2 separate regions of the Mus musculus genome follow, and region 1 is linked to region 2. A link is a contact called in public Hi-C data. All regions are on one chromosome and are shown on one strand. Each heading gives the region's core, a stretch centred on a gene start, on an enhancer-like site or on the middle of the called end of the contact. The rest is flanking DNA. Distances are from core to core; before and after follow the strand shown.

What was found. A called contact is a pair of places that touch in the nucleus more often than the background predicts.
Region 1: a contact with region 2 is called in a Hi-C map of uterus, with 6 times the contacts expected there. The contact joins two enhancer-like sites. A contact is called at or near these places in 4 of 15 datasets of contacts at CTCF or cohesin (the NIH/3T3 cell line, embryonic stem cells and stem cell-derived epiblast-like cells), 23 of 484 Hi-C or Micro-C datasets (the AML12 cell line, the C3H10T1/2 cell line, CD4 T cells and 13 more), 8 of 115 datasets of contacts at active chromatin or transcription factors (the NIH/3T3 cell line, T-cell acute lymphoblastic leukemia, astrocytes and 5 more) and 1 of 9 other capture datasets (embryonic stem cells).

Annotation. Positions count from the first base shown.
Region 1 is chr10:24,627,621-24,634,429 of GRCm38.p6, forward strand. No RefSeq gene overlaps it. Among named protein-coding and RNA genes, the nearest start is that of Gm15270, 35 kb to the left of the region's middle. Within about 2 kb of position 1,666, at least 44 of the 459 cell types and tissues checked have an H3K27ac peak or open chromatin away from gene starts, as enhancers often do. A contact at or near this core is called in uterus, where this site is marked.
Region 2 is chr10:24,290,837-24,297,886 of GRCm38.p6, forward strand. The region is part of intron 10 of Moxd1 (monooxygenase, DBH-like 1); the gene reads left to right. Among named protein-coding and RNA genes, the nearest start is that of Moxd1, 71 kb to the left of the region's middle. Within about 2 kb of position 5,680, at least 7 of the 459 cell types and tissues checked have an H3K27ac peak or open chromatin away from gene starts, as enhancers often do. A contact at or near this core is called in uterus, where this site is marked.

The DNA.
Region 1 (6,809 bases), core at 416-2,915, 330 kb after region 2:
CCTTGCAGAGCCTTGCAGAGCCTCGCAGAGCCTTCTCAGCTTGGGGGGCTGGGGACCCAGTCAGCTGAGAGGCCGTCTAGGCTCTACATAGGTATATGTGTACAAAGGAAATTTTCTTTTAAAACATGTTTCTTTAAGCCCTTTTAAGTAATAAAGGACCCAGTGCAGGTGGGTGTGTTTGTGGAATTCTGTAAGCGTAGAATACAAAGTTTAGTGACTATTTGAACTGGGCTGAGGCTGGTAAGACTATAAAGCAGCGGCCCATAAGGACTCTTAAGCGCTGGAGCAAAGGAGCCGCCCCGCTTCCCGCTTCCCAGTCTGCCTAGCCCAGCGGGGGCTGCCCCCATTCCTATAGCCCAGGGACCCAGCTTGCAATTGGTAGTGTCAGACGTGGCATGTAGCTTTGCCTTGGTTGTGAGATGATTTCATGGGGGGGGGGGGGGGAATTCCTTGGAGGCTCAGAGCAACTGGCCCAAACTCTCCTCCAGTTGGAGGCTCGAGCGCCCTCAGAAAGGACCCTGGCCGATGTCCCCGCAGAGCTGAGGTGCTGTTGTCAGGGCTAACTTGAAATCTCTTCCCGTGGTGCCCATCCTCTGACTCTATAGCACCAGCTTGGACAGGTTGAGGTCTCTGTGGCTTTGTTGAGGCTGCTTAAGCATTCTCACCACCATGTCCCTCTTCTGCATTAGCACTGCCTCCTGCTGCAATAATTTAATAAAGTCTTTGTAGTCACTCAGTCAAAAATAAAAAATAAAAATAAAAAACATAATGCTTCGTACAACTGCTAAAAAAAAAATGAGAACTTGGGTATATATTAAAGATAAATGTGCTGAAAACTCCAGACACTCGTAAAAGAAAGACTGGATCAGTTGTAATCACAGACTGATCGACAGAGTAAAAATTTTACCTCTCCCCTAACTGACACCCATGTCACTGCACTGGTGTAATTCTTTCTGTGGCGCTAGAGCAGTGATCTCAACTTTCCTCGGGCTGCAATCAGTTAACACAGTCCCTCATGCGGTGGCGACCTCCAACCTTCACAATCCATAACAATTTGCTACTGTTATGAATCTTAATGTAAATATTTGATATGTGACCGTGCCAAGGGTTGTAGCCCACCGGTTGAGAACCACTTCTCCAGCGACTTATTTTGTTTGTTGGTGGGCTCACTGGGGTTTGGGTATGTAAACAATTGTGACACCTATAAACTTAGTCTCATTTCTCCTTTCTGAGCCTGTATTATTTTATTTCCGTTTTCCTTATTCTACTGGCTCGGGCATATCGCACCATGTTTGAAGTGGCAGAGAGTTATCGGGACATAGACACTTTGCCTTGTTCCAGCTATAACCAGAATAGAAACCCCTGCTGCCCCTCGGTATGGGTGCCAACGAGCAGACAGGATCAGTGCTTCCCTCAGAGGGCTGGCAACCTGGTGGAGAAGCATGACTTTCTCCAGTAACAAGTTTTATAAGAAACCAGAACACCGACCATTCAGTCCTGCCTCTCTGGTCACGTTGCTCCTCTTGTCTTTGGATTCGTCATGCTGGTGGGTTTGTCCTTATTTCCTCTTGCCCGCCCTCCTTGTTATCACCCTTCCCTGTGTAGGGAGTTTTATACACCCAGGCCAGCCTTTGAGTCACCATTCTTCCCAACCATTATCTGAGTTACCTTTAGGTTAAAGATTAACTCCCGTCAGTTAACAATGTGCGCTTTCTGGGCAGCACACAGTGTGTGCGTCCAGATTCCTGCATACAGTGAGAAGTACAAATGGCCTCTCATGACTCAAGAGAGACAAGAGCCTCTATCCTTTTCAACAGTATGAAGTACAAGTGTGCTCATTTAGAGCTTAAAGTGTCCCCATCTGTCCCCTTCACTATCAAGGCTCAGCAGGATGTGTGCTTTGAGAAAGCCATCAGTGTCTTGGAGTCTGTGCAGATCGATAAAACAAAAGCATCCAAAACAGATATAAAAATGAATCGGCAAGCTTGGGAGGATTCACCCTCCTTGATTTTAACACTCAACATGAATGGAGGATATCCACAGCAGGACAGACAGATAAACAGACTGAGGAGTCAGAATAGATACTCCAATGTGAGTCCACAGAAATACACCCAGCTCTTCCTGACAAGGGCCTACAAGCAAGTCAGTACAAAGAGAACGCCATTTCGCCATGCAGTGGTCGAGTTATTAAGGGAGGAGTATGAACCTCAATCTAAACCTTACAGATGGTTCAAAATCTGACCCCAAACTGTAAAAGTTTTAGAAGATATTATAGATAAAAATCTTCAGGATCTAGACTTGATGAAAAATTATCTCATTGACTCAACATTATAATTCGTAGGAGAAAAAAATTAAAATAAAACCAAGTTAAAATTAACTAAAGTTTAAAGTATTTGTGATGGAAAAGATCCTATTATAAGAGTCTGAAAAAGAAGGCACATGGTGTGAGAATATATCTGCAACTACTGCAGCGCCGGATCTAGAATTTGAAAAAAAAAATCAGCATGTAACAAAAAAATTAAGTAATTTCCAGGAAGTATGCAAAAGATATAATAAGATATTTTTAAAAGAAGAATTTACAAATGGTAAATAGTCCCATTGAAATATATTCAACACCCGTAGGAAACTGTACAAATTTTGACTGCTATAAGATATCTATAAAAGCAAATGTGAAAAATACGTGGATTTAGAACAAGTGACCATATAAAGTATTACAGCTGCTGTGGGGAATAAAGACCCAGATACGCACTTACTGCGTAACAAAGCAACTCTCTTCATGGTCACTAAACACACAGAAATAAAAACATTTTGTTCACACAAAACCTGGGAACCCCATAGTTGTTCTATATGAAACAGATTAAAAACTAGAAATCTTCCACAAAATGCCCATCCGAGGGGAATGAGTAACCCGAGTTGTACATCACGTCAAGGACCTTATTTGCTGATATAAAGTAACATAAAGGGACTGGGCACAGGAAGGTGTGCCAAGTGGGGAACGCTTTCAAAAGGTTGCATTGTGTGTCTCTATGTACGTGGTGAGAGTTAGTGAAGGCTGGTGCGTTCATTTTAGTAAACAAAGGAATGGATGAGTGATTTCAGGGATGGGTGTAGGAGTTTGATGCTTATACGCAGAACATTTTGGTGAATGAAAATTCTTATCGTTTAGTAACAGGACAACTTACTGAAAGCGGTCTTGCTCCTACGATCCTTTTTCTTTAAGCAGAACAATTCCAAGACTGGCCAGCAGGGGGCGAACAATTCCTCAGCGCAGAGCGACCGCTGTTTAGTTTTTTCTGCAGCTCACATTCATTCTGCCCTGATGCTCTTACATGGGGGCGGTTTTTTACATTTCTTGTGATTTGTTTGTTTGTTTGTTTCATATTAGTAACAATCAAGCGTGTTTTCCATCTGTACCCAGGACTTAACATCCGTCATAGCAACGCAACCTTCCACATTCACTGTGATTTTTTTTAAGTGATGGTTTATAAATCAAAACATAAAATTCTAATTTTAACTAATTTGAAGCAAATTACATTTCAGTAGCATTAAATATATTATCATTGTTTAGGACAAGATATCAAAAAAAATTTCATCCTAGGCTGGGCATGGTGGCTCATACCTCTGATCAGAGCACTCACGAGGCAAGGATCTCTGTGAGTTCGAGGCCAGTCTTGTCTACAGCGTGAGTTCCAGGACATCTAGGCCTACATAGAGAACCCTGTCTCAAAAACAGAACAATGCTTTCATCCTATAAAGCACTGAATGACTGTTTATGCCCCGCCCCCTTTCCCTAACTCCAGGCAAACTCCATGCTACTGTCTGTGTCTGCAAATGTGACTTATTTAGATTCTCTCATCTGAGTATTCGGACCCACACCTTCCAAGTCTATCCAAGCAGGAACATGTAGGAGAAGGGCATCTCACTGTGTGTGTCCACGCGCCACCTTCTGTTCACGTATCAGTGGCTGCGATGAGTCCTGCTGCTGTCTATAGAGGAATATGGAATCAGCACACATACCGAAATGGCTTGGGTCTCTTTAAGGAACAAATACATGTACAGAAGCAGAGCCAGACCTGCTCGTTGTTATATCTGTGTGCTTCTCCAAATGCCAACTAGCCTAGGAATTACACCGAATCTACTTGAAAGATCTGCATGACGGACTCTGGCGGTGATGGGCAGCACCTGCCAACGCTGCGTGCTGGGTTTTAAGGTCACGATGTCGTAAAACTGTGGCAACTGACTCTGACTATAGGAGACTATAGTTAGTCTCCTTCACACAACTCAAGGGTTAGAGGGCAGAATACTTCCAAAGGGGCAGATTGTCTTACAAGGAAAAGGTGGGCACAAGAATGACGTAAACCACCACCACCCCTCTGGAGAAACCACATCAAAAGCTTCCGAAATACAGACGAGGCTCCAACTTATCTTGCCAATCTTCTTATAGAAGAAGAAAAGTATTCAGAGAGCATGAGGGGTGGTGGGTGTCCTACATGGGGATGGTAGGAGGGAGCGATGAAAAGGGAGAAAATTATGTAATTATATTTTAATTTCAAAAGATAAAAATTAAAGGGGGCTGGAGAGATGGCTCAGCTGTTAAGAGCACTAACTACTCTTCCAAAGGTCCTGAGTACAAATCCCAGCAACCACATGGTGGCTCACAACCACCCATAATGAGATCTGACTCCCTCTTCTGGTGTGTCTGAAGACAGCTACAGTATACTGACATATAATAATAAATAAATCTCTTTTTTAAAAAAAAAGTAAAAAGAGGGCTGGTGAGATGGTTAAGAGCACTGACTGCTCTTCTGGAGGTCATGAGTTCAAATTCTAGCAACCACATGGTGGCTCACAACCCCCTGTAATGAGAAACAAATAGAAACCTTTGGGTCTGGGGAGGGAGTGGGGAAGGGCGGAGCGAGGGGGAGGGGCAGAGCGAGTGAGGGGGGTGGGAGGGAATGGGGGCCAGAGCAAGAGGGAGAAGGGAAAGAGAGAAAAAGAAAAAGAGAAAGAAGCCGGGCGTGGTGGCGCACGCCTTTAATCCCAGCACTTGGGAGGCAGAGACAGGCGGATTTCTGAGTTCGAGGCCAGCCTGGTCTACAAAGTGAGTTCCAGGACAGCCAAGACTATACAGAGAAACCCTGTCTCGAAAAACCAAAAAAAAAAAAAAAAAAAAAAAGAAAAAGAGAAAGAAACAGGCTGTGGATTGTCACTCATCCATCCCCTCTTCTGACAGGTATGTGATAGAAATTGGTTATCTGATCTCACTAAGGCTACACAAGTCTCCGTTCTATTTTTTTGTCCCTGTTCTTTCTTTCTTCGGATAGGAGCATTTCTGGGTTAAAAACTTTGAGATGGGTGAGTGGCCCCATCCCTCAACCAGTGGCCATGCCTATCTACTGGAGGTGGTCTCCACAGGTTCTATCTCCCCCTTCTCTGCACATTTTGGCTAAAGTTATCCCCATTGGGTCCTGGTGGCTTCATGTTTCCCTGGTGTCTGGGACCCTCCAGTGGCTATCCCCAGTTCCTCATCCCCCCTGCTGTAGATTTTTGTTTGATTTCCTGACCCTCTGTACCTCTCTCAAATCTCCTCCAGTTCCTGATACTGTCGCCCTTATTTCCTTCCCCTCCTTTCTTCCTTCCCAGCCTCTCTCTTATTTGTGTTTTGAAACAAATTGTCAGCTCACCCTCAGAAAGCATCCAGCAGTTTGTGTAACAATCCCCAGGCTATGCCTGTTCAGGGTCCCACCTCCCTTGCCATGACTGAAACTTTACATTTTGCGTCTATTCTCGAGTGCCAAGCACAGAAAAATAGTTTTGTATTTTAAATGTGACTTCATAAATGAGTGAAAAGATTTTCCTGTGTTTGTTGACGTTTCTGTTTCCCATGAATATCATAGACCACATGTTCACTCCTCCGTCGAGAAGTAAAGTCTTTCTCGATCCATTCTGCTCTTTCTTTAGAGTGATTTTTCTGCTCCCGGTGCACCAAGAGCACATTCACTTCAAGATCTCTTCTGGGGATCTGAGGAGATGTCTCAGTAGGTAGATGCACTTGCTGTGAACACTGAAGGCCTTAGTTCAAATCACTAAAGCCTATGTAAAAATCCAGGCGCGTCCTTTTAATCCCCCACTGGCAGACAGGGAAAGCAGGTTACTGGGGATCACTGGCTGTCAACCTAGCTCTTAATAAAGTGAGAGAATCTTTCTTAAAGGACTGGGGACTGGAGCATCTTACATACATCACACATGCACACATGTGCACACACACTAAAATAAAATCGAAAATAAATTTACTTAGAAGGCATTATTCTGGTTTAGACGGAAACTTTGATGAGTGAACTTTAACGTGATAAATGTGATTTTAAGCAAACACTATGACATCTTGTTTAGAGGCTAAAGTTCCTCGCCATGGTTAGAATGAGAGTGTTCCAGTTACAGACTTATCAGGGAAGTCGTTTAGCACAAAAGCTTGTTTGGGTTTTTTTGTTGTTGTTGTTGGGGGGGGGGGGTTCGAGACAGGGTTTCTCTGTATAGCCCTGGCTGTCCTGGAGCTCACTTTGTAGACCAGGTTGGCCTCGAACTCAGAAACCCACCTGCCTCTGCCTCCCAGGGGTGCTAGGATTAAAGGCGTGCGCCACCACGCCCCGCTAGCACAAACATTTTAAAGGAAAGAAGCCGCCTGGCCTGCTGCGAGTGGGTGTAATAGGAGTTGTCAGCTGCACCATCACGTGATTCATCTCGAAGAAGCCTTTTGGTTCTGTCAGCTTTTCATGGGACAGCGACGGATAGGATGATTGTGGCGACACAGC
Region 2 (7,050 bases), core at 4,430-6,929:
GCCTCATATGGTCTGTGAATTGTATCTTGGGTATTCTGAACTTTTGGGCTAATGTGCACTTATCAGTGAGTGCATACCACGTGTGTTCTTTTGTGACTGGGTTACCTCACTCAGGATGATACATTTACACAATGGAGTACTACTCAGCTATTAAAAGCAATGAAATTTTCAGGCAAATGGATGGAACTTAAATGGATGCTTCTTGCTTCATCCTCTATGCTCACCTTGGAGCATCTCCACAGACTCTCTCATTGCCTGATGGGCTTTGCCAATACCCCTAATTTCTATCTTCCCAGGAAATGGATTTTTACCACTTGGAACAGCAGGGAGAATTGCCTTGCAAAACAAGGCTAGCGGGGTGGGCTATCATTACCCAGAAAAATAACATTTTATTTTATGTTCAAATTTATTTTTAAAACAATGAGAAGAGGACCTCTATTCTAAAATGAGATGTTTCAATTTTAATAAACATTTTTTCACTGAGTCCGTCATCATTCAGACATAAGTAATAGTGAAGGCAAAACCAACTAAGTGCAGGATTACAGTCCAGAAGGTAGGACACGGGTTAGATGCCTTGTGATCGCTACTTTGATTAAAATGATGCACTAATAACTCTTTAGGATCCAGTGCTAGAAAAAGAGTACACTCCATCATGTTGCCCCAACTCCTCTCCTCTGTGCTTTTAATATCTTGATGGACTAGACAGGATGTTCTTTGTAAACATTTTGTAGCAATCTTGAGACTTAGATGGTGGTTTGATATCAAAGTTGAAGCATTTACATCTTGACTCGTTTTACTGTTTATTCGAGGGTGGGGGGAAGATGCAGTTTCTTTTTGCCTTCTACAGAGCTGGCAAAGCACAAGGAAAATCAAAGCACTCACAATGATAAGATCAAGAGTAGATGATAAAAGTGCACGGTCTGTGGTCCCACACCCCAGCTTTACATATGTACTGCGGGGAGGCTGTGACCGGAAATGAGGGGAGGCTGTGACCGGCAATGAGGGGAGGTTTGGCAGGAAATGAGGGGAGGCTGTGGCCAGAAATGTGGGAAGGCTTTATCTGGAAATGAAAGAAGGTTGTGATCGGAAAGGTGAAGAAGCTATGAAAGGAAATGTGGAGAGGCAGTGACCAAAACTTCCCTAGATTGTCAGTTCTGGAATCGAGAGGCATTTATAGGTGGTTAGAGGCTTGAACTCACACAAACTTCCTATAAAGAACCAAGCATGGCAGAGCATTTGTTTCAAAAGAAGGCCGAAGCAATCAGCTCAACTCTTGTCCCAAATAAACAATTCGGGCATCACCTGTATGTTACTACAGATTCTTTGTTATATGGATACCGATATGAAGATGAGTAGATTAAATTTAAAAGTGACAGTTTGAGCACTTCTCAAACAAAAGCTAACTGGTTATAATTTTGTTTCCATCTATCTGAACAAAGAAGCTGAATTAAAATAGAACTTTGTTGAATCAAATATATTTTGCTGTTGTTCTAACTCTGAGATGTTATTAGATAAAGGGGATTGAAGCAATCCTAGAGACATTAAGGTATCACAACGAAATTTTGTCACAAGTTTCACTTTTAGGACATACAAAGTGATAATGTACCTTCTATGGTCTCGTTTCTCACACCTTATGTCTATAATTTACAACTTTTGTATTTTCAAGATGTTTAATTTTCCATTTAATAGTGAAACAAACATTGCTACAATAGTTACCATGTGTATTTAAACCAATCCAGTGATTTGTTTTTTATTATTTTAAATTATGTGTATGGGGGAGGTTATGTACACATGAATGTAGATGGTCACACAGGGCAGAGGCATCAGCTCCCCCTGAGCTGAGTTAGAGGCAGTTGTGCACTGTGAGACTTGGATGCTGGGAATACAACTTGGGTCTTCTGAAGAGCAATACATACTCTCAACCACTGAGCCATCTCTCCCCCACTTTCCTGTAGGGTGTAAGTTGTACCACATGGTTTTCTTTAGCCTTGCGGTTTCAAGGTTCCCATCTCTTTTCTTGCTTATTCTGAGGGCTCTGCCCAAAACCTCATCAAACAGATTTGAACCTAGGCTTTCTTCTCACCATACCACAGCTGAAGGGTTAGATGACTCATTTTCTGTACACATACTTTCATATTTTGAGGGGAAAGGGTTGTGGAGTGGGACTGGATGCTCCCCAGTTCAATGTGTACATTGTTTCTGTCTTGGCTTCATTACCACTGTTGGAAGCTACCTTAACTTTGATGGGCTGAATCACTTTCATGGGGAACATGTCAGCTTTGGACCGGGTTGTCCAGTCTCTTGCCACTCTGGAGCCTGCCTCCTGTCTGGGAGACTCCCGCTGGCGGAGTTCTTTCCAGTCATTCACAAGAACATATGAGCAGATTAGGAGACACTACTGAGACTATTTTGCCATCTTTCTCCATTAAGATCAGCTTGTGACGGTCATGGCGTGGTGTCCCATCTTGGTTTTGTTTTCTGCTTCATGACCTGCTTCCAGCTGCCGTGTTTATCTTTTATGTCAATCGCTTGAGGCATCATTTAAAAATCAAGGTGTGCCAATTTTAAATGCAATCTTAGAAAATGTCGTCGATGTCATACCCATCCTATCTAATTAGAACATGAAGAGGTTTGGCAATCCTACCTCCTCCATAAAGTTCTGGGAAGCTGAATGTGTGTGTGTGTAAATTTGTTATTTCCTGTATTTTTTATGCAAGTACAGTTATGGCATGTGCTTCTGTGTCTGGCTCCTTTATGAAGAATGCTTCTGAGATTTGTCCCTGTTTGTGGCGGTATCAGTCAGTGCCTTTTCCTTACTGAGTAATATTCCCAGAGTGGATTCATCCCCTACATGCCTGTCACTATGGAAACACAGTTCCAGTGAGCTGTAAACGTTCACGCCACATCAAGGGCTACTGGGACCACTGCACCCCTTCCCAGCCAGCCTGCATGTCCCTTGTTTGGTATGTTGCATCCCCAGACCATTCTGCAGCTAATCTTCAGAAGTACAGCAAGAAAGGTCGTTCCCTGGAGTCATTTGTGAGTCTGTGAGATTCCTTTTTGCTTTTTGATACATGTTTTGTATATTGTCCGATTGGACTGTTTGTTTTCTTATTGAATTATAAGTGCTCTTTATATTGTGGATACTCATCGTTAGATACTGAGCCACAGGTCATTTCTCTATATATTCCATTCTATCTATGGTTTCATTTTCATTGTTTCACTGTGATTGTCAAGGTTCTGTCTGTCATTTTGTGTCTCGTTTTGACTTTTGTAATCACCTCCATGCAATCTTTGTAAACTGTACATCATTTTCCTCTCTGAAACTTTATAGTTTACCTTTCACATTTCGACAGATGATTCATTTTGATTATATTTTTCTTATAGAATAAGGCAAATTTAAAGCTCGTTGGTTTTCAAAGAACCATTTTGTATCTTTAAGTTTTTCAAACCCTACTTTCAATGATGGTTCTTAAATGTTTTAATCTTCATGTAACCCACCACCCACCAGAGGTTGTGGAAAAGAAAGGATACAGGGTGGGGGAAGTGGACCTGTTTAGAAACGTTCTCAGCAACTCAACTTCCATCAATGTTGTCTGGGAATTGGCAGTTCAGTTCACAGGTTTGCAGGTGGCAGAGCTCAACTCACTCTCAAACAGCTCACAGGTACACCAGCAATCCAGTTCGGTAGAGTCTGGTTAGCAACAGTGGTGGCACTGCCTAGCAGAGACAGCCGGACCTCAGCCTTTGGCTCAAGTCAGCAGGAGGGACCAGAGAGGAACACCAAGAGAAGCTTTTGGCTGTGAATGGTCAGTGAAGAAGAGAGTCCCACAAGCAACAAGCATTGCACAGCTAGCTGTACCAGCAAGCCAAGCTCTGTCTCTATTGCTCCATAGAGTCCCATTATAGCATCACGTGTGCCTTGTCTCAGCACGGGTCTTGCCCCAGCAAGTGCATCCAATCAGCCCAAGTCCTTGGAAACAGCAACAAACTGCAGCACACCACCAGAAGTTTTTTGGTGCGTTTCTCTCTAGGCCTCCCGACAAATGTAGCTCAACTACACAATGTAAGGCAGAGCATACTCGTGTGGTTAGCAAAGAATCCTTCATCAGGTGTCCTTTCACGCGCTCGCTTTAGCAGAACATCCTCTCTCCTGTGTCTGCTTCAGCGAAATGATCCTTATGAATTTGCCTTAGCCTTTCACACCTGTGTCCACTTTAACAAAATATTCCTTCATGTGTTCGCCCAGCAAAACACCATCCAACTGACTTTCCAAAGAACCCTTAAGTTTCTGTTTTACTATTTAGTGAAAGAAAACTGCCTTTAAGGTATTTTTCAGTGTGTGTGTGTGTGTGTGTGTGTGTGTGTGTGTGTATGTGTGTGTGTGTGTGTAGGACAATGTGCAGGGGTTAGTTATTTCCTTCCACCTTGTGAGCCCCAGGTATAGAATTTACACTGTAAGGCTTGGTGACAGGCATGTGTGCCCTGAACCATCTTGGAGTCCTGAAACCCACCTTTTTACCATGAAATTTGGAATTTTAGTTATTTGATGATACGTTGACTCTGGAAGGGACTCTATTTCATGGCTGTGTATGTATGATACTTCAGTACCACACTTGACTATTATAGATTTAAGTAGGAAAATAAAGTCTGTAAACTCCTATTTGTTGTTACCCTTTCCCAAATTAATTTGATACTCTAGGTTCATTATATTTTTATAGAGATGATTAAGACAATCTGTTAGTTTCTTAAAACAAATAACCAAACAAAAACCTACAAACCCTACTTGGATGTGCTATAGAAATCTCAGGACATGCAGAAGGAAATGACTAGCCACCAAATAAAGACTAGACATCCCCAATTAGCAATCTAACATCCCCTGTTTCCAACCCTGGACAAGAAGTTTAAGAAACAAAGAAGCAAGCAAGCATTAGAGACCAGTGGGGATCCATGCGGTGTATGGAGCCCTCTGCGAACATGAAGTGCTGCACTCATTCAAGCACTTTCTCGCTTTCCTCAGTTCTGTTTTATAGTTTCTAGTGTAAATGTCCTTCACCTGTTTTGTAAATAATATTTTAATACCTTCCTGTGCTAATCATTAAGCTGACTGCAATTTTCAAAGCTTGGTATTTCTCTAAATTGTCTATAGATTAAGCTTATCTTTATGTAGTTGTTCACATGCTTAATAATTTCAGACTGTCTCTAACTCTTTAATATCCTTGTCAGTGTGACTGGTCAGGATGTTTAGGACCATGCATGCAGCTTGACTACTGAGGCCTGACCCGGTCGCAGGTGTCTGAGTTGGATCCCTGAATACCTGACCTGTGTCATCAGCAAATACCTCCACTCTTACTAGTTGGAACTTAAAAAATCTACCAGCTCTGGGAGCTCTCCAATTTTTTTAAAAATATTTCCCTAGTTCCTCTTTGTCTATCTTGTGCGATTTCATCCCGCACTTAGTTGTCCCTAATATGGACTTAAAGAGCAATCTGTATGCCAGGCCCCCTGTTCTCTACATGGAAACTCGTCACCTCTGACTCCCTTAACTCTGATTTTTGTCTCTTGAATTCCTTGCGATGGTCATTTTATTGTTGGAAATTCTCCTTTCTGTATTGTGATCCAAGGAGTGCTCACAGGCAGAGCTCTGGAATGAACACAGCGTTCAGACGTGACATGTCTTCATTTCCTCTGGGTCAGAGTTTTCTCATGCCTGTTTTCCAGTCTCCTAAGCAGGCACTCTGTACCGCTCTGTTCATGTGTGTTGGCTTTTTCCCCCCTGCACAGTAAGCTGGTGTTAGTTGCTCCATGTGGCCAGGAGTGAAAGTCTATTAATGAACATTCTGTTTGTTTTACTAATTTTTGACCATATGTTTATTTGTGCTATAGAAGGCAGTCTGTAGTGCTATTCATTCGGCTGTATGGACCCGGGGCTGCTTCTTGGCTGGGTTAACCCACTTCCCTTCCTTCTCCCCACACCTCTTCCTGCTCCTAAGAACGACTCCAGCGGGAAGACCTTTAAAAGAACAGTGTGGTTCCAGGCAGATAAGAAGTCTAACAACTTACACATACAGGATATTTTCTTCCATCTGGTTTTATATTACATGGAGCAGGAAAGCCATGTCTAAAGTCATTAAATTTTAAATGCTTCCCTGAGTCAACTGAATTTACAAATAAAATTGTTAATGTTATGCAGAAAAAAATTAAAATACAAAATTAAAATATTGTGTGTTGCTGTAAATTTTGCTGTGTTATAAGACAAGCATACCTCAGAGTTTAAACTCAAGTTACAAAGGAAAATGATCCATCAGTACTAAAGTATAGTATTAACACAATTTTTTCAAATCAACTACAGTGATTATTGGTATTGTTTACTTACTTATAAGTGTGTCTAGGTAGACACACCCTGTACTTACTCGGGTGTTTTAGTTTCTGTAAGATTCTCCCTTCTTCTAACTTGACCCTACCCCAGTGATAGCAGGCTCATACATTATTCTTCATTTGTTTATTTGTTTTTTGTTTCCAAGATAGAGTAGCCCTGTGTAGCCCTGGTTTGCTCTGTAGACCAGGTTGGCCTCGAACTCAACTCCAAAGTGCCGGAAAAACAGGCAAGATCCACCAAACCCCGTCGGTACTTGTTACTTTCAGGGTGAATGTTTCTGCTAGAAGGCATAGACTTTTTTTTTCCCAAGCAAATAATTAGCATATTTGCTTTTGTTAAGGCTTCTCTCCTTCTCTCATGGTTCTGTAGGGATTTGAATTGCACTCTTAGAGAAGCTGGAAAGGTTAGAGGTGACAAAAAGGACATTTATTACCAGGGGTGGAGAGAGACAAAGTATGTGGCAAAGAGGCTCAGGGAGACTGGTACTGCGTTTTCAGATTCCCAGTCTTCAAGCCTCATCTCCAAGGCATGAACCATTGGGTTTGCTCCCGTCCTCTGGTTGTCCTACCAGCTCATGTAACTTCCACTCTTTTCTTTCTGTGAACTCTCCATAAACATTAACTTAATGTTTTTTTTTTTTTATAGAATCAAAGATTTTAAAGTCATCTCTG